Linked DNA regions of Zea mays: region 2 is linked to region 1. Evidence: chromatin contacts called from public Hi-C data. All regions are on one chromosome and are shown on one strand. Each heading gives the region's core, a stretch centred on a gene start, on an enhancer-like site or on the middle of the called end of the contact. The rest is flanking DNA. Distances are from core to core; before and after follow the strand shown. Region 1 holds the start of LOC109940203. Region 2 holds the start of LOC100284561 (mitochondrion protein).

Region 1 (6,580 bases), core at 2,308-4,807:
GGTCTTTTTTATGATCGTTCTTACTCTCCATAGAATTCATTGTTTGCTGTAATGCGTGCTTAGGGAAGAGCAACATTAAATCACAGTCGTTGAGCACACAATTACAAACAATTCTAACTAAACAATAATTGCTTGCTATATAGAAAAACAATCATTTTTCCTTTCATGTTACTTATAGACATCACACGCCTCCTTGTCCATGGCGGGGGTGCACCTGGAGATTGACGGTGATGAGGAAGTGCACAATGGGTCCTTCCTGCGGTGCGCGTGGCGGAAGGCAGGCGACACAGTTGTTGTCGAGGCGTGCTTGGGAGCAAAGGCAATCGACGTCGCCGGAGCACATCAGTCACTCCACGGCAGACAATGACTTGCTAGGAGAAGAAAGTTTTGGTTGTATTATTTGAATACTGAATATATCAACCCATAGGACAGTTTTCTATCAAGCATAGTGTTTTGTTCCCCTTCTCCAATAGCGTCAATTATGTACTCCTTCAACTCATAATGGCAATTGGCAAGCACCTTTTTTTATCTGCATAGACAGAGTCAATAGGTTATTCATCTACATATGTTGTTAAGCAGCAGACCAGGTTCCCGGATCGATGGGATCGAGGAACGGGAACGTGGTACGCGGAACGCTACAAAAACTAGGATTTAACACTATTGGAACGAGATTGTTCCCACGTTCCCGGAACGAGGAACGTGGCCAAGTTCCCAGTTCCCGGTTACTATAGCAGCTAATTACTTAATCCCCAAGAGTTCAAAAAAGTTCTTTAGAAGAGACAATATTCGCACAATGAAGCTACATTATGGCTATTGTTACAAGTGCACTTGGATTGTGAATCTTAAAAATAAATGTAGGAGAAAAAAATCAAATATACAACATTAAGCTAATGTTGTGGAACTCGATACCTTCATTGTTGAATATGCAATGTCTACCTCCAAAAGGAGAGAACTTTTGAAATAGTTTCCAAAGTGACAGCAAAAAATTAGTAGCGAAGACAGCCTAAAAGACCAGGTAAAAAGTAGCCATTTTCATTGTTAATGAGAACACAATTTCTCACTGAAATTGCCTCCAATTCTATAAAATGAACATGAAGTGTCAAAGTAGAAAAGGGAAAAATATATAAATTCCAAGAACAGGTCCTCCAATCAAAGCATCAAAATACTGGTTTTGAAGGCCGCAAAAAATATAGAGCCACATTACAAAAAAATGTCTGGGTCTTTTTTATGATCGTTCTTACTCTCCATGGAATTCATTGTTTGCTGTAATGAGTGCTTAGGGAAGAGCAACATTAAATCACAGTTTCTGAGCACACAATTACAAACAATTCTAACTAAACAATAATTGCTTGCTATATAGAAAAAGAATCATTTTTCCTTTCATGTTTCTCATAGACATCACACACCTCCTTGTCCATGGCGGGGGTGCACCTGGAGATTGACGGCAATGAGGAAGTGCACAATGGGTCCTTCCTGCGGTGCGCGTGGCGGAAGGCAGGCGACACGGTTGTTGTCGAGGCGTGCTTGGGAGCAAAGGCAATCAACGTCGTCGGAGCACATCAGACACTCCACGGCAGACAATAACTTGCTATCTAGGTGAACCATTCTTAAAATTCTACACTGTGTTCAAGCTCAGTTTGGTTGACTAATTTGTCAAGTTCAGGTTTCCAAACGACATGATTCAAAAACCAATATCTTAGATCCTTAGATATTGAGTAAGTCTATTTTTTCATCATTTTATCCTAAGTAGCAAATTAGAAAAACAAAGGAATCAGATGTTCGCAACTCTAGATTTGAGTTATATGATGTAGAAGATAGAAGAATTGAAGTTATAGATCCAATTTTGATTTTGTTGAAACAACCAAGCTTTGACATCTGAAAAACGTTACGAGCTGATTCCAGTGGAGTATACAAAGATTATTCCAGACACGTGTTTCAGTAATAAATTGTATACACCATGTCATCTAACATAGAAGATTCACAGTACAATGCAAGGTAAGGTGTTTTTTTAATAAGCTCTTCATTATCTGATTAAATTAAGCCGATTGAAAAACCACCTTAACTTATTTCAAAGAAGAATACATGTGGCTTAGCGCTAACACAATTAGCCATCTCCATATTTAAGTGGATCTATCTGTAAGCAAAACCAAGTTAATCAGATGAATACTGAAGTTTGCTAAGGAATTGGGTAAAAAACATAAGGAGCAGCTTTTGTTAGGAGTCAGGGTGTGCCTTTCCTGGTATGAGGTGGGGATGACTCGTTGCTAACTTGGAAGATAGGCATTCAATTTGTTAGAGAACTGGCGAAACAATAGATGTTGACAGGAGGAACTGCTGAGGAGAGGCAATGGGGGCGACAGGTCCCGCCCGTGGAGCATAGTAGATGCGGTTTGCGATGCTTACGAACAGCGCCTCGCCGTTGGGCCTGAACGTGGCGCCGACCACCTCCTCGAACACATCCACCTCCCTCTATACCCGGTGTATGTGCACGAAGTCGGCAGCCTCAGCCGCGTTTCGGAACCTGCTGTCAGGGAAGAAGCAGAGACTTTGGACGGCGCCGATGCATCCTGGGTACCACACAAACGACTTTGAGAAGCTGAACGTGCCCCACAGTCGGCATGTAGCCTGCGGAGCGCCGTCTGGGACCATCCAGTCCCAAATAATGGAGGGAGAGGGGAGGCACGCGAGGAAGAAGCCAATGGTGGAGGGGCGCATGAGGAAGAAGGCAAGGAAGTAACCCTAACACTCAAGAACTTGTGGTCCGAGCAATGGCAACAGAGGAGAACAGTTCGTACCTGCCGGAAGAGGTGAGGCGGGGTGCGGGCGGGCGTGCGGGTGGGATTCGCGGCGGGGGAGGCGCGGGATTCGCGGAGTTTGAGGAGCGGCGGGCGATTCGCGGGAGCTTGAGGAGCGGCGGGCAGGCCGGGTGCGGGCGGGCTGCGGGTGGTGGCGGGATTCGCGGCGGGGGGAGGCGTGGGATTCGCGGAGCCTGAGGAGCGGCGGGCAGGCGGAGCGACGGGCGTTTCGCGCAGGCGGGGGCAGTCTACAATGCGTCCTTAATAGTTAGTACAGATATGCTAGGCTGTTTTGTTGCGCCCTTTTGCACGTGGCTGCCGGGAAAGTGTACTGTGGTGGCGGCGAGGGACCGACGTTCCTGTGTGGCGGCGATGGCGACATCGCAGATGGTGTACTGTTTTGTTGCAGCCTGGCCACACTTCTATTAGCAAAGCCTATGTGCAAACTTCCAAGCATAACTCAGAGCTTCTGAATAGTTACAATTTAATAAGAGTGTCAAGCAGTTCACTTATATAGTCAACCAAAACTCTGTTTTGTACCGTTGTGCACTGTATACTGCATTGTTCGTAGATTAGAGTTTGAATATGGTACGGGGATGAGTAAGCTGCTGGAGATAGCCTAAGCTCATGTTGATGTTAGGCCTAACTCAAGAAATTGGAAGAGGTGCTGTACACCGTACAGTTAAGAGACTGAAACAAGAAAATTTTTCTTCTCTTGTTTGCCTACTTTCCAAGAGCTGTGCATGCGAGGTACCGTAAGAAAATTCTCATGTGGATGTCAGAGCTACATACCAGAGTCTTAGCCTTCCAAATGTCAACAAACTGAACATCATCGCTGTTAGTTTGGGTGCACTTCTGACACAAATCACGCCTCAGAGCGACAACTCATGCAGCAGTACACAGGCCACAGCTCTCTCCCTATACAGGTGAGCAAAATCTGTATCATGTTCAAACGTTGTAAAATCCCAGGAGTAACGTGTGAGCTCATCTTCTGCAGGGCAGGACCAGCAAAAAAAGGAGAACTCCAGCACCACGGACGACAGTTCAAACTGGAGCAGAGATCGAATGTAGACTGGAACCATGGCAAGGCCGTCGGTGGTGTGCACATTTTTCGTCAGCTGATGACTTGTCCAGGTATGTATGTGGGCTCGCTCCTGCCAGTTCTCTCTCTCTCTCCTGCTGGAAATTCATGAGCTATATATACACACACACTTGTGTATAAGCGGTGAAGGTTCAGACGAAACCAGGTTGGCTTGACAGGGTTTCATCCCTTCCAACTTGGGTGTGATCTGCGGTTGTGGTCAGTGAAAGAGATCTCGTTTCATAGACCTCGTCAACTGCAGTTCATGTTCAGAACGTATCCTGAAGCACCGTGTCAAATGCGGTCAGGGTGGTGTATTCAACCGCTGGGTTTAGATTCTAAGATGTGCTTACTTTTATGCGTTGCCTGTCATGCAGGGAGGTGGCAAGCCAAGTTGACAACCAAGCAGCTAGCGCCCTTCAATTTGTCGGAAGGAACCAGAACTGAGTCCAGTCAACTGTATGTAACTTTCTGGAGCTAGAAGAATTCCCTTGTTTGTACAGTTCAGCCGGGCGTTTCGATGTTGGTATAATAGTTCTGATGGAAGGAACTCGTGCCGTAATGACGGGCCAATAAGGAGCAAGACGGGGAGCCGTACAAGTCACTGCCTTTGCGTGATTGCGTCCCCCTTTAATTTGAAGTGTTCGTCGTAGGTTTGTGTTCTGCCTAATATGGATGCCGTTGCTGCTGGGTAGCTGACTGTATACCCTCATGTTGAGACACACAGCTAGCTACACTACAGTATGAGACTCTTTTTTTTTTCTTTTTGGTGGCGAAGGGCTACAGTTGTGACCTGCAATATACCTGTCGCGCAGGGTTTGGACTGGAACAATGACGGAGGCTCCCTCTGGTCTGGACCCTGGACTGCTACAGTTTACTCGGGTATTTTGTTTTCTCGGAAGTTGGAACAAGAAGAATGTGCCTCGTGAGGCCGGCCTTCCTGCCTGCCTGGCGCCTGCCTTGCTGCGAGCCTGCGACCAAGATCAGAGCTCCACGTCTCCGTCGCGCCGGGCCAAAGCCGTGCAGCACGCGACGACGAAATTCAGGGCACATCGCGTAGGCAGTAGTAGGACCGAGAGAGTTGTGCAAGACTAGCCAGTATGATCTGTCTCTTGATCGAAGTGTAACTGGCTAGTTGCGGTTGCCTACTACTACATGCTTGACCTAGCTGGATAATTGATTGGTACTAGGAATTTATAGTCAAATCTTATGTACACAGGCATGGTCAAAACGCCACACGATTTTGGCCTATACCATGGTCTACTCTTCACCTGTAGCTGTAGGCAGGGTACCTGCCGTCCGGAAGTGGTCTAACAGTTTTCTGATAGAATCTGCCGTGCAGCCCTGGAACTCTGGGAACTTTGCGATGGAGGATTAAACGACCCGGCCTCTAGAGCGCCTTCGTGGAAATGGCGCCGGTACTGAAATTTGACCTGGAGAAACACCCCCAAGGTGAAAACTCTGACCAAACGAGGGACGAGCTTGATCGCCATGCAATGCAAGCAACGAGCCAAGAATTCCAAAGAAAGCCCCCGACGACGACGGCGACCAAATTAGTACGGAACCGCACATGCTACATGCCAAGACCCACCCGCCGGGGGTTGTTAAAACTCTCGATCGGGTCAAACTAGACTCCCTCCAAACGGCCAAACTGGCCTTGCCTTGTCTCACGGGGCCATCACCCGGTCAACACTCCAACCACACTTCGTCCCTGTGTGACTAAACAAAAATACTCGGATAAAAACTGTACTGTTTAGTTTAGGAAAGATTGACGTATATATATATATATATATATATATATATATATATATATATATATATATATATATATATATATATATATATATATATATATATATATATATATATATATATATATATATATATATATTCGGCGGTGGATTAAATATTTAGGGAAAACTCCTATGGTTGTAAGGTCCCTCGATATAAATAAAGATCCTTTTCAACCAAAGGATGAAGGAGAAAAAAATTTGGGATCTGAGTTCCCATATCTCAGTGCTATTGGAGCACTTATGTATCTTGCAAATAATTTCTGGCTGGACATTGCATTTGCAGTAAATTTACTTGCAAGATATAGTGCAACTCCTACAAAATGTCATTGGGCTAGAATTAAGAATATTTTTAGATATCTTAACGACACAAGAGATCTTGGTCTTTTCTATAGTAGAAGTCAAGACCCTACTTTAATTGGATATACTGATGTTGGCTATTTATCTGATCCCCATAATGCCAGATCACAAAACCATTTTTGTATTTTTACAAGGTGGAACTGCTATCTCTTGCAAATCATCCAAACAAACTTTGGTAGCTACCTCCACTAATCATTCTGAAACCATGCATTATATGAAGCCTCTAAGGAGTGTACTTGGCTTCGCAGAATGATAAACCAGATAACACAGTCATGTGGCATTGGTTCAATTAACTCACCAACCATTATCTATGAAGATAATGTTGTCTGTGTTGTTCAGATGGAGACTGGTTATATAAAAAGTAATATCACAAAACATATTGCTCCAAATTTGTTTTATCCTCATGAGTTACAAAAGAACGGGGAAATAAACATTTTGCAAACTAAGTCGTGTGATAATCTTGGTGACTTATTTACAAATTCATTACCATATTCCACATTTTCGAAGTATGTTAAAGGGATAGGTATGAGACGACTTAGAAATTTGCAGGAATC
Region 2 (6,580 bases), core at 1,913-4,412, 210 kb before region 1:
GACAAGCTAACAAATGTTCAATGATACATTCGGGCTAAAAACAGGTTTCAACCGTCTATGCAGGGTGCCATTGTGTAGCTTGATCATCAGAATACAGATGTAAGAGAAATTTGAGTTTACATAGGAACTAGTTTGTCAATCAATGGAACTACTACTGCTGCCAAGCCAGTCTTTCATCAAACTCAATGCATGTGGTGCTGCACAGAGTATTAAGTTGGTAACACCAACAGAACCTTTTAGTCCCAAGCAAAGCAAAAAAGAACATGCAGAGAAGATTTAAAGCACAGTCATACCTGCATACTGTATCTAAGCATAAAATGCATGGAAGAACCTATGTATTTTCAATTTTTCTGGAAAACGTGCAGAGTACATTTTTCATTAAGGAGTTACATAACATGCAAGCCAGCCATGACCTCTAAATCTAAGAAGGAAACTAGTACATGCAAGAACTTGCAACCTATAACTACCAGTACAAAAAGGAGGATCGGGGTAACATAAAGTTGGGGGTTGCACCTACAGAAAAATGAAAGCTGAAGTTTCAATGCTAGTATTTGTTACCTTGGTATCAATGTTATCTATGCAATCAAGAACAAAGTCAGGCTGTCCAGAAAGAATTTCCTCCTCAGACGATGCATCATACAATTGCACTTTTGCATCTATTTGGCACTCTGGGTATATCATTGAAAAATGCTTCTTGAGGCACAACGCTTTTGAAGTTCCAACGTCATCTCTGGTTGCCACAGCATGCCGATTTAGTGATGAGAGTGATACCTTTCAACATATCATGAGTGCCTTGTTAATGCTTACCTATTATAAATGCAAGATGTCACTTATAAAATTGTAATGTTCACCCACCCATTCGGTACAAGTACAACTGTAAAAAGCCACTTAGTATACTTTGCATGGTTACAAAATTGTCCTAGTTTTAATTAATAATGCAGAGGACCAACTAGATGATTCCATGATTCTCGATCTGATATGGTTAAGGATATGAAAATGAATCCACAATCCACCATATGACCATGCATCCCATTAAAATGAACCAAATATTTTTTTTAATGTGTTGACAATTCAATAAAAAACTAAAGAGTGTGAACTGCTTAAGTGGTTGTATGAACCATGTGGATTAATCAAAAGCAACTTTAGAGAAAGTTTGTTTAATTGTTTAGAAGAAAACTGGTTTTGCAGTTATTATTCTCTTCAGATAAGTTTAGAATACTTTGTTCAGATGGCACTTCAACCATTGAGGACATGAGATGAGAATCTGTTTTGAGTTAGACTGTACAACATATTCTAACTTCGTGTATTTTTGCTAGACAGTTTTGGTACAGCATCCTGCAACCTCTAGATTGGTCGACCTTGGTGCCTAGCAGTAGGTCCAGATCCTTTTAGATTGGTGGCGTAAATCCTCGAAGAAAGTCCAGAAACAGCAGAAGAAAGGTCTGAATTCTCTGATCATTCTAGGAACTTAGGTCCTGTAGAAGCATCGTAATGCTTGTGTCTTTGATTGAGCTGCCCCTTCCATTCAAATTGTTGTGCAGGAGGTCAAGAATGAGATCCCTTTATGGCAACTAGCTGGGTCTAAAGGGCTGACTGCCCTGAACCTAGGCAGATTGTTGGTCTAGCTGGATTTCTAGTAGGGTCTGGTCCTCCCTGCCTGTAAGATGTAATTTTTATTTTTAAGTTTCTACATCCCTCACTATAATCCAAGATGAGAAGATGTTTTCTTATTGTTTCTTTTATTTCTCTTATTATACAGATACACAACTCTCTTGCATGTTCGAGGAAAAAAATATATGATTGGCATAGAATATGAATCTTAGTCAAAAAGAAGTTTTTTTTCTCAGTGCTAGTTAAATCCTTCAAAACCGAACAAGATTTTTTGTTGCTAGACCATGAGCTATGTTTAGCTAGACACATTTCTAACTACGTAGAGAACAAAAAGAAAATCTAAGCACATCCAAGTTTTCATAACTATACAATGTATCCAACTCTGAAACACAATGAAATCCACACCTGATCAAAATCCACAAGAAGCAACCTGCCAACACCAGATCTCAGGAGCATTGATGCTGCATGACTGCCAACCCCTCCAAGACCAATAACCACAACATAGGATTCAGTCACTTTCTTCTGAGAGTCCATGCCAAAAAATTGTATATTCCTACATTACAATAGTAACAGATTTTGGTAATCAGAAACACAGCATGAAAACAGAAATATCCTGAGCATATTCGGCTCAAGGTACTCAGCGCATTAGAGAATGTGGCAAACGTTTAGTTTGTAGTGAAAATCAAGAACTTAACTGCTAATAGTAAGCTATGCATTCCACTTTGTACACAGGAATATAGAATCAAATGGTGAAAAGCATAATTGATTGATAGCAGCAACAAGTAGCATATGAAGCAACAAAATGTGGAATTATCTGGTTGCAGAGTGTAAGTATGAAACGGCAACTAACTAGGTCAATCAAACAGACAGCAATAGACGGTTTATAGCTAGGGACTCTCTCCGTAGAGAACTTCACTAAGGAAAGAAACCAATGAGTGCAAACCTTGTAAGCTGTTCAGAGACCACTTCATCAGAGAGAAGAGCCGAGCTACCAAGAGAGCCCAGGTGCTTGCTGGACCGAGTGTTCCCTGATTGAAGAAGCAAACAGTTGAAGATACCAGAACTTTGGAATGCACAACCAAAGATCGGCAACAACCAGCGATTTCCACAACAGAAACACAAGGCATGTATTAAATTGCAAATTTGCGGTCATTTTCCCAAGACGACAGGATCCACACACAATTATCGATCCTACTGCTTAACTCACAACAGGAGGCAACTGCACTGCACGCGTACCAGTCGTCATTCCATTGGACTCCAGCAGGTCCCGCGCGTACCTCTCTCTCCGCTTGGATCTGCGACATCGAAAAACGAAGCAAAGCGTCAGCAGAACGCTCTGTGGCGTCCAGGTCCAGGCCCAGCTTGGGCGTGGGGGACAGGGCAGGAAGAAGTTGGGCCGGTTACCTCGAGAGAAGATCGATGACAGCGGCGGCAGAGAGCGCGCCGACGGCGGCGCCGGCGCCTGCTGCGAGGAGCCATTCCTTCGCCCGCTCCCCCATCTCCGGCTGCCGCTGCCGCTAAAACCCTTGGAAGTTGGAACGAATCGGCTCGAACAAACTTGTTGAGAGGCTGTCGGCGCGGCCCCGGCCCGCAACAATCTTGCTGACTCTGACTACCCTCGTAGAGAGTCGGACATGGGCTGGTGGTGAGCTGATGGGCCTCGTCAAGAAGTTGAGTATGGGCTCTATGTAACTATGCATCTCGGCCTTGGCACCATGACTAGAGTACCAGTACACAGCTGAGCCTGAGCGTCTACGCCTAGCTGGTTAAGTTAATCCATGCCTGCCTGAATGCACGTTGAGGTAATTAATTAAAGAAATAAAGCAAACTGGACAGAGAGATTATTGTTTCCTGAATCTACTACGTACGCACTATTAATTAATCAGTTGAACAGGCATCTCAATCGCGACCGTCCGCCATCAGTACGTGGAGCTAATGGTGCTGCTAGCCAGGCCAGCATGCATGGCGCACGCACGCTTTTGCCGACGTGGCGCCACTAGCGAAGTGGTTAATTAGGCTGGAGGCCACAACAAACAGCAATGTGTTTGTGCTTAATTGGGTATATATATTTCGTCTCCAATATAATTAAACCGGCCGGGCACCTAAAAGCCGAGCAGCTAGCGTTTCTGAAAAATATGCCACATCTCGCGCTTTATAGAACACGAGGCTGCTGAATAGTAGTACGTGCAGATGCATGGTGAGAACAATAGGATGGGACAAGACAGTCATATGCACGGCGGTGGTGGAGCTAGCTGCACTGGCCGGCCGGGAACCGCTCGCTAATGGGATTCCAGCTCCCAGGTTGTACTGCTTGCTTCGCTTTTATTTATTTTCTAATTAGCCATGTTTTTTCTTCCTCTTCCTCTTTTTTTTCCTTACTTAGGCTTGATTTGGTTTGATTCCGGGTGATTATAGGTGTGGCTCTAATCCAAATCGTTGAGTGGGTAAAAAGCTCTGGTTTCATTCTGGAATAATCTGGTTTTATTACGGAATAGATCTATCCGAACAACTATTTTAGATTGGTTCTGATTTAAATCCAGATCAAATAATTCCGGGTGGAACAGGCCATGTTCTATGTCGTTCCTGCGAAGCCGAACGAGGCCTTAGAGCATCTTCAAAAGACTCTTTATTTTTTACTCTCTATTTGAGTTTTTATTTGTCTCTCCATAAATATTAAACTCTATATATAACATCTCATTCCAACAAACTCTCCAAAATATAATTTAGCTTGATTAGCGAGAGTTGCTAGACAAATTTGGCTAGTGATGGAGTTAATTTAGAGAGTCAGATAGCTTAGCAAGTTAAATGGCTACTCTGTTGGAGAGCTATTATGCTATTAATTAGCTAAAATTTAGCTTGACAAGCTATTTAGCTAGTCTCTTGGAGATGCTCTTATTACTTAAAAGATAGCTAGATAGTCGTCCATGCATGTTCGAGTTCTTAATTCCCACTTCAAATCCGGGCGCCGATCGATGTTCTCGAAACAAATTTGGATGACTCCTGCTAGGTCTTGGACTCGGACCACCCACCCACTAGCAGTTTGTAGCACCCGCTGGGCAAGCGCTTTTAATTTGTCAATCAATGTTGCTTTAGAGGATGTTTGTTTGAGATTATAATATATTCGGGTTATATAATCCAATAGATTTTGAACTAACATAGATCCGTCAAGTGCTTCAATGCAATGCAAGCGGCGGCCAGCGGGAAGGGAGAGGCCTAGTTTCTGAACTTTCTCAGAGCTGCATGTATGCAGCCATTTCCGGACGACCAGAGTTGGCATCAAACTGGACATCCGATCCTCCGTAGCAAATTGACCCGTCATCTATGCCCACTAGCTAGCTTGCACAGTTTCATCATCGTGTTTGAAGACTAACTATGCGATGCGAAAGTTAGTATAGTTATTTTACGCCAAAAATTAATCAGGAACCAAATATATATATATATATATATATATATATATATATATATATATATATATATATATATATATATATATATATATATAAGCATTTAGCTGTCACAGAATATTCAGTGGCGAAACAAAAAGTGGCCAAAAGGAGTTCCCATTCGATGTTTAAATTTCAGGTACAAAAAGTGGCCAAAAGCTGAACGATATGCATGCGTCCTGAAAGGATTCCTGCTCTTCAAGCACATGCACATATATATGTAATTCATATTCCTGTCTAAAGGTGGCCTGAATTTGTTATACCTGACCCATTATTGTTGTTCTTTTCCCTTTAAATAAATTTCGTCCAAAAGTAAAAAAAAAACAGAAAGTGGTGGATATATATATAGTCCAAAAAGGCACGTACGATACTCTGTCTGGTCTCAGCACTAACTCAACCATGTTCTGTCCATTTTGGCCAGTGCCGTACTGTCGATCATATTTAATTAGTCACTTGGAGACGTGAGCCGATGGCACTTGTGAATTGTGATCAACCAGCTCCAAGGAAAATAGAGTCCAGCAGGTAGCCGACGATGACACATGATATATACAGGACGACGATGGCCATGCATGTTCAATATCCGAATTTTCTCGATTCGGTGTATACAAGATATGATGCGACAAGTTAAAGTTGATGTAACGACGCGGGTTACTCACGGATAGCACAGTGACTTTTGCATTGTGTTGTTAGCTACTCCCTCCGTTTCTTTTTATTTGTCGCTGGATAGTGTAAAATTGCACTAACCAGCGACAAATAAAAAGAAACGGAGGGAGTACTTATATTTTGCAAAATCATATAATATAGCCATCATCAGCGCCGGGAAAAAAATGTATCGGTATATAGTCTTTCTTTTATTCTAAATTGTAAGATGTATTAGTTTTTCTTTATGATATATCGTCTTTCTTTTATTCTAAATTATAAGATGTATTAGTTTCTGTATGATATATAGTATTTCTTTTATTCTAAATTATAACAAACCCATAAAGGCATAAACTATTCTTAAGAAGGCACATAGACACTCACCATCAATTTTTGAAAGATCATGAAGCCAAATAATAATGAGATTACACGGCCGCCTGAAACTGGCATGCATGCATGTATGGGCGAGTGCCTGCAAGCTCATCGTCATCATCTAGCCTAGCCAAGCGTCGGCTTACTCCATCGCCTGGAGTTTTCTATACCCACCTGCATTGTGGCACGGCGTCGTCAAGGTCAGCATCAGCACCGCGCAAGTTGGCCTCCGATCCGTGCCGCCACACCGTGGAGCTGGGAGCTGCTGCGCTCCTATCTATCTATCTATCTAGTATCATTAAAACTCTGGTTTATCTGTTCTCTTGTGCATCCACGCCATCGCCGTTAGATCATGAACTCCTGTGCGTCTCCATGTGTAGCCTCTTTAGCATGTCTTTATCAACGTTTTCTAAATTTTATCCTCTAAAAATATTCATTTTTCTTTACGGCACACTCTAATCCTCTATATATTTCTTATCTCTAGCAGCATCCTCTAAATTTCATTCTCTACACTT

The links. A called contact is a pair of places that touch in the nucleus more often than the background predicts.
Region 2: a contact with region 1 is called in a Hi-C map of ear, with 2.0 times the contacts expected there. The contact joins the promoter of LOC100284561 here to the promoter of LOC109940203 in region 1. A contact is called at or near these places in 3 of 25 Hi-C or Micro-C datasets (ear, leaf mesophyll and root tip).

The regions. Positions count from the first base shown.
Region 1 is chr6:126,214,504-126,221,083 of Zm-B73-REFERENCE-NAM-5.0, reverse strand. LOC109940203 reads left to right here and starts at 3,557. Exons shown (of 4, transcript XM_020539470.2): 1 at 3,557-3,721; 2 at 3,793-3,929; 3 at 4,254-4,335; 4 at 4,692-5,329. The coding sequence starts at 3,917. The coding sequence ends at 4,971. LOC109940202 (pentatricopeptide repeat-containing protein At3g61520, mitochondrial) reads left to right here. Exons shown (of 4, transcript XM_035960145.1): 4 at 1-534.
Region 2 is chr6:126,424,039-126,430,618 of Zm-B73-REFERENCE-NAM-5.0, reverse strand. It overlaps LOC100284561 (mitochondrion protein), which reads right to left and starts at 3,162. Exons shown (of 11, transcript NM_001157456.2): 1 at 3,016-3,162; 2 at 2,848-2,906; 3 at 2,555-2,639; 4 at 2,017-2,164; 5 at 559-771. The coding sequence starts at 3,110.